2 separate regions of the Mus musculus genome follow, and region 1 is linked to region 2. The links are chromatin contacts, called in public promoter capture Hi-C maps. All regions are on one chromosome and are shown on one strand. The core of a region is the stretch at or near the end of the contact, and the rest is flanking DNA. Distances in the headings are between cores, read along the strand shown. Region 1 overlaps Negr1 (neuronal growth regulator 1). Region 2 overlaps Tnni3k (TNNI3 interacting kinase).

Region 1 (3,389 bases), core at 425-2,924, 2.4 Mb before region 2:
GTAACCGAGTATTAATATTCACAATTAAAACAGTGGACATGCGCATCATAACAATTCTGACTGAGGTAAAGTTTATATTACAAACTTACAAATCAAGAGATAACAATTGTTTTAAGAAAGAAAAGTATACTTCAATCCTGGAATGATTTGTGTCAAATTATAGGCATACATTTTTAGCACATACAAAAACTATTCAAAATGATAATCTCCCTTTTATGTATAAACACATGACAACTCGCCACTATTTTTAAAATAGGAAGAAGCAATAGTTTAGAAAATCTTGTTGAGTAATAGTCAAATTGACTATCTCAATTAAATCTATTCTAGACTTTTTATGGTCTGTTGACTCAAGAGATCAGCAATTATTTATTCTGTATCTGTTGTAGCAAAACTTATTACTGTTAAATTAATTAAGATTGGAAATATTATAAATTCTTAGTATATAACATCTATTAACACATTCCCCTCCCCCAACATCTGTGCGACAGATGCTATTCCTGGTGCTAAAAGGAGCTTAAAGAGGTTAAAAGTCAGGTTTTGGTCAGGATCTAATTGAGATGGAGAGAGAAGATGCTGTGTCTTGGCTTTTCACTTGCTAACACTCTGCTGCATTTGAAACTACTACAGTAGAATATTTGAAGCAAGAGTTGGGCCACCACTAGAGCCTTTGTACCAATGACTTCTGTTCACCAGTCTGGAAAACAGGCAGATTCAACCCCTGCCACCTCAGGAGGCTTCTGTAATAGACTTTTGTACTAACAGAAGTATTTGCCATGATTCATTCTCTCTCTCTCTCTCTCTCTCTCTCTCTCTCTCTCTCTCTCTCTCATTTTCTGAGTCAACAGCAGGTACAGTTCCTGGCTTTAGTATAGGGCTCAGTGTCAGAGAAAGAATGCTCAGCTAGTGCAGAGAGTGTTATCAAAACAGAAGCACACAGCTGAGCAAGGCCTTTACACATACAAACCTCCATGCAGCTAATGGTGGTTTTACAGAGTGCTTAGCTTTCAAGAATGTCACTGTTTTTATAGGGATCAGATGGGAGCCACTATTTTGCACCTTAGTCATCAACTTGTAAGCAGAGAAATATCTTTCTCAAGGTGTGGAGTGCACTCTCCTGGTGAGCCACAGAGGCCCCAAGAGTCTGCTTCTCACTCATTACCTGCAGCATCACAATGCTCCAGGGAGGAATAAGGGCACTATGTATCACTGAAGCCACTGTGGGGCTGTGGGATCAGCTGTGGCAGAGGGGCAGTTTTGATTGTACATAAAACAGGGTAAAGAGAAGTTCACTCAGACAGACAGTGTAGACAATTATGCATAAAACAAGACACTGTAAAAAAAACCAGAATATTTTTCTTTATTAGATGTAATTTTCTCCAGCACAAGAAGACATCTTATTTAAGAAAGCACCAAGAAACAACAAGCCACTGGCAGTGAATCTTTCTGTAGAGTACGCTAATTATTGTTCACTACATGCATGGCCTGGTACCAGATTCTCTGGTGCCAAGCCCCTTCTTATCTATGTATTTTAGGTCATATTTGGATCCTAGAATGTTATTATGTTATTTTATGCTGTGATGCAGTGGTGGTGGTGGTGGTGGAGGGTGTGTGTGTGTGTGTGTGTATCTTTTGGACTTTGGAGAGATAACAAGACTGAGCTACAGAGACAAGGCAGAAATTAATCCTTTTGGTTGCCATGGTTTCACTGAAAGATCTGATTGCCGTTCACTGTGGTGCTGAGGCAGTAGGATGAAGAGCATGCAGCTCTGCCAGGACTAAGGTTAGCATGGATAAGGGCTCAGAAGACAGGCTCTAAGCTGACAGAGAAGGCACAACAACCGTAGGGACCCAATGTGAGCCCTTTCCATATAAAGCATCAGCAGGCTTGACAGGGAAGCAGAGGGTAGTATTGGAACCACAGCTTTCCCACCGGGAAGGAACTAGTGAGTGGTCCACATTCATGGGCATAGCTGATGCCCAATGATAGGAGCCTCTTTTCAGTATAGATTGAAGTTTTCAGGCTGCCAGAAAACTTAGTTTACATTTCTCTGGAAACCTGAGGGTGGGTCACCATGAAATCTCTGGATTGCAGGGGTCTGATATGTAAATATTAGGTCCTCATGGTTAGCCTACATACTTCCCTGGGTAACTTTGTTTCCAACACAAGGTGATTAAGGATGAGCATTTAAGGGAAACTGACCTATGGCCAAATCCTGGATGCAGAATGCAGAAGTCTCCCCTGTAGGTTTGTGGGTTTACAAGCATAGGTGAAGTCTCATGAGGAGAGTAAACAAGTGCAGACATAAGCCATGTAGCACACTGACTGCAAATAGCAATGTCTTTATAAGTGAGAGTTTATCTGTTTACATTTCATGTGTGTGTGTGCCTGTGCATGTGTGTATGCATGTGTGCATATGCTCACGTGTGCATGTGTGTGCATATGTGCATTTGTTGTATGCATGAATGTGTGCATGTTTATGTATGTCCATGTGTTTGTGTGTATGTATGCATGTGTGCATATGTGCATATTGTGCACACATATGTGCATATGTGTGCATGTATGGTCATGTGTGCATGTGTGTATGTATAGTATTCATGCTTATACATGCATGACAGAGTGCAGGCGAATGCATATGTGTGTAGTATATGCACCTGTGTATACATGAGTGCATGCATGTGCATGCGTGTGAAACTTTGAGGTTGATTTCAAGTGTCTTCCTTGGCTACCTTCTAGCTTATACACTGAGGCTGCTCTCTAGCTTATACACTGAAGCAGGGTCTCTCACTGGACTTGCAGCTTGCCACTTCAGCTCCTAGTAAGCCAGCTTGCTTTGTGGATATTTGTCTCTGTCTGCAGAGTGATAAGGTTACAGGCAGTCATTGGATCAATCTGGATTTTATGAGGCTTTTAGAAATCTGTTCTCTGTCCTCATGCTTGTTGAGCCATCTCTCCAGGACCTTAGCATATTTTATTTTAATTGAAAAGATAATAAATGGCTTTAAAAATCATTGCAGCACTGTTACCACTTTATGTTGTTATAAATGGCTACTACACAAATTCAACCTTAAAATTTTTCTTTATCAAGACAACAATTTCTATTAACGAGAGACGATGAGCACTCTAATTAGTGGCTCTATCCGAGTAGTCTGCAAAGCAGCAAAGGCTTTGTGTCCCCATCTTGCTCGCAGCTGCACTCATGTACCAGAGTTTCATTAGAGCTCTATACACACACACACACACACACACACACACACACACACACACGGAGGAGGGGGTTCCCCTGAGATTTAAAAGGGATATTGACTCTGAAATCAGCACAGAAAATTGGGTTGCAAAGGAATATAATTCCTTCTAATCTAGAGGAAATCTGGAGAGAATTTCTTTTCCT
Region 2 (3,444 bases), core at 296-2,795:
TGCAAGGTCCTACACTGGGTGGCCTCAAAGGTAAGTGCGGATGTCAGCAAGGGTCTTGCTGTAAATCCAGACTTCGGTGCCAGATCTGAACAGTCACCTACATGATGCTGTCTAGTGGAGCCTGAACATCCCTCTGGAAAACACTGGCCAAGAATTTAGATTCCATTTTCAATATACTGTGAACAAAAACCTAAACTTTCATCCTTGGCTAGTTTAGGTTCTTCTGCAAGTTGTCAGTAACAGCTCTGGCACCAGAGAGACTTCTGCTAAGATCTAAAGTGATGAAGCATTATAAATTATTGAATATATTTTAGGGTGGTCTTGTGGAATTCAAGGAAGGATTCCACATATCAGCCTGGAGTCAGTTCTGGTAGTGGAGACCAGACATTCAGAGCAGCACCCATCTTCCTATCTCAACAATTCCACTCCTGGATATAGCCCACAAAACTGAAAGCAGACATACAAACAATCCCCATACACATGTGTTGATGGAAATCTTGTTCATAATGGCCATGAATGGAAACAACTCAAGTGTCTGCCAAAAGATGGAGAGACAGCATGTGAGAGGTACCATGTACTACAGAGTTACTCAGCTATAAAAAGGGGTGCTATTTCAGCAGTGAGCAGTGGACAGAGACAAGCTGACCCTGCTACTGTAGCCAAGTCCAAGAATTTGCCACTCAGAAACTGACACAGAGCAAGAGGCACAGCAGCATGTGGGGCAAGGGGGATTTGGATGGAAGAGCTTGGCTTCTCGACACAGTAAGAATGTAGGGAGACAGCCGCACAGCCTGGTATGTGTCTTAGAGCAGCTTCCTTGCATTTTCTCAGCTGCTTCTTCTCCACTCACTGTCCTTTGTGGTGTAGGACTATGGCTTCTTTTCCTACCTGCATATTTCTCTGAACAGCTTAGTCCCTCTTACAGTGTCAGTGAACAGGAGGTCAATTTGTTTATTGCTCCAACCCTAGCAAACAGAGTCTTAATTATTTGAGATCCATGGTATAGATAAATGGTATAGATAAATGGTATAGATCCATGGTATAGATAAATGCTCCTGCTGAAGCACTTAGTGAAAATGTACAAGGAGTCAAGAGAAGAATTGTGTCATTTTATGCATTGCTACATTCAACTATCTTGCAGTTTGGCTGACGTAGGGGTGTTAAGTAATAAATATTTGTACAGCAGATAAAGAATGGAAATGGAATAAATTGGATTGATATATGGTAGTCATTATGAATTTACAGTGGAGTCAGTGAACAGGCTCTGACTATCCCTTCCAATGTTCTATTCAAATATCTGCCACCATGGAACACCTGTGAAATGCAGGACACTCTTTTAAATGCTGTCTAAATAGTTGTGTAATTAAGCTTTGAGAGGCAGACCTTTCATTATTGAAGATGAAGAATGGACTCAGAAAGTATAAGCAATCCTCCTGAGAGATCTAGTAGGTAGCCCGGCTGGATTCCCACAGGAGCCTCTGCTGTGCTTTCTAAATTCCCCCGGCACAGGAGGCAGCAGGATCCAGAAGCTCATTGTGTTTTGCCAATGCTGTGTTTTCTGGACTTGTCCCAGTTTGTTCTGGAAGATGATCAAGGAATGGATTCAAGCATTCCTCACAATCCTGCATTTTCAGCTTGTTTTCTGAAGGCTGTAGAAGGGAGTCAGTCAGTTCTTAAAGTGAAAGAACCCAAGGATGTAGGAACCGGTGGACTAAGGCCAGCAGGGTCCTGGGGCTACCTGCCTAGAGTGGTTCCCAACTTTGCATGTTAAAATCATCTGGGAAACTCAGAAAGGACCAGTATCCAGGGCCAACGAGAGCTCATCATGGTGACATCTTGGCCACAGAAAACCTTGGAGGTTGTGGGTAGTTCCAACACAGCAAAGCAGGTAAAATATAAAGAAAGGCATGGTGCTAACCTGCTGGTCTCTCTGTGGGAGGAGATTCAAGTTCTGGCACAAGTGGAAGAGACCTTGCCAATATCCTATTTTGACCACGGATGCTCTAAAGGATGAGGATGAGTATTTACGCTACTTCAGTCTCTGGTCTTGTGAGCACTGAGCCTCAAAGCTATCTTACCCAATTACACAGGAAAGTGTAATTTTGCATGGGTGCCACCATGACTTTGAAAAATGTGGACAAGGCTTCGGTTGTGCTTCCCCACTAATGTAGAGACTTGGGCTCCTCAACAATGTACTGAATCATTGCATTTATACAGACTTCTAGCTGTGGTGTCAACAGCCAGAAGATTGAAATTTAAAAACTCTTGGCTTAGTATAGGATTCCATTGTTTTTATGTATACTTATCTTTAGTTATGGTTAACATTTTTTCCTATATAAAAGAATTTTTCAAGGTAGAAAGTTGTCAGGTATTTCCTCCATGAAAAAGAGGAAATAGCTAATTCGGTACAAAAATCACAAATTGAGTAAAATCTGAGATTAAGGAAACCATTCTTGAAGTTCTGCGTCTTTTAAAATATTTTGTGTCCAGATATATTTAGAAACTCGGCATGTGGCACTTCTCCTCCCACAGGGTCTGAAATCTCCCATCTTGTGCATGGATTACATCATGTTAAATTTAGAAATGACAAAGTGATGAACAACCTTTCAGATGTGAAAACCAATTAGGGTTTGCATGGGGCTCAGCTCTGAGAATAGTGTGTGACCCAGTTAGCTGTCCAGGAGAAGACACTGGGGATGTAGGATTCAAAGCTCTGAAACAGACACCCTTGGGATCAATCGCTAGCAATACAAGGACTCCTCTAAATAGCTTGCCTAGTGCCCTGGGAACATATTTCAACCTAGACAATGTGAATATAATGTAAAAAATTCTCGATTCACACTTAATTTTCCTGGAATTAATGGACTGTGTGCTATGGTAGCTCAATGAATTGAACACATAGGTCGGGTCCTCCACTCTAATCTTCCCTCTGTTTGTCTATCTATAGAACTTTCTTTACCTTAACCTTTCCCCTGGTCAACTCATAGCTACATTCATAATCCTCCCCAGGTTTTAAATGACCCTAAATAATTTTGCTCCTTGTCTCCACTTCATATATACCTTTTATGTAGTCCTTAGTGCCAGGTCTCTCTCTTTCTCTCTGCCTCTCTCTCTCTCTCTCTCTCTCTCTCTCTCTCTCACACACACACACACACACACACACACACACACACACACACAGAGGGTAATAGAGAGACAGAACCTCAGTCCATACATTCAACTCTGACCTCTTTCAGCATTTCCATCTTTAACTTCTCTCCTGCCCCACCTCTCCATGCACCTCCTGCCCTCTGCCAGCTTGTGTTTCTTCATGTAGTGCTTTGAAACCATCAGCAATTCTCTATCACCTCCAACAGAGGGAGGAATTTTATCCTGGATACTAATGCCATTAGCAAAATTACATTTTTATCCTGCATCCCGGTGGTTTTGAACTGAGGGCTCTCA

The links. Promoter capture Hi-C pulls out the DNA fragments that hold promoters and counts their contacts.
Region 1: a contact with region 2 is called in a promoter capture Hi-C map of hippocampal neurons, with 2.1 times the contacts expected there. The contact joins two enhancer-like sites. A contact is called at or near these places in 2 of 39 promoter capture datasets (cranial neural crest and hippocampal neurons) and 1 of 115 datasets of contacts at active chromatin or transcription factors (astrocytes).

The regions. Positions count from the first base shown.
Region 1 is chr3:157,216,331-157,219,719 of GRCm38.p6, reverse strand. All of the region lies in intron 6 of Negr1 (neuronal growth regulator 1), which reads right to left. Among named protein-coding and RNA genes, the nearest start is that of Gm24373, 7.1 kb to the right of the region's middle. Within about 2 kb of position 1,674, at least 14 of the 459 cell types and tissues checked have an H3K27ac peak or open chromatin away from gene starts, as enhancers often do. A contact at or near this core is called in hippocampal neurons, where this site is marked.
Region 2 is chr3:154,824,067-154,827,510 of GRCm38.p6, reverse strand. Tnni3k (TNNI3 interacting kinase) reads left to right here. Exons shown (of 25, transcript NM_177066.5): 23 at 1-30. Among named protein-coding and RNA genes, the nearest start is that of Gm20389, 110 kb to the right of the region's middle. Within about 2 kb of position 1,545, at least 13 of the 459 cell types and tissues checked have an H3K27ac peak or open chromatin away from gene starts, as enhancers often do. A contact at or near this core is called in hippocampal neurons, where this site is marked.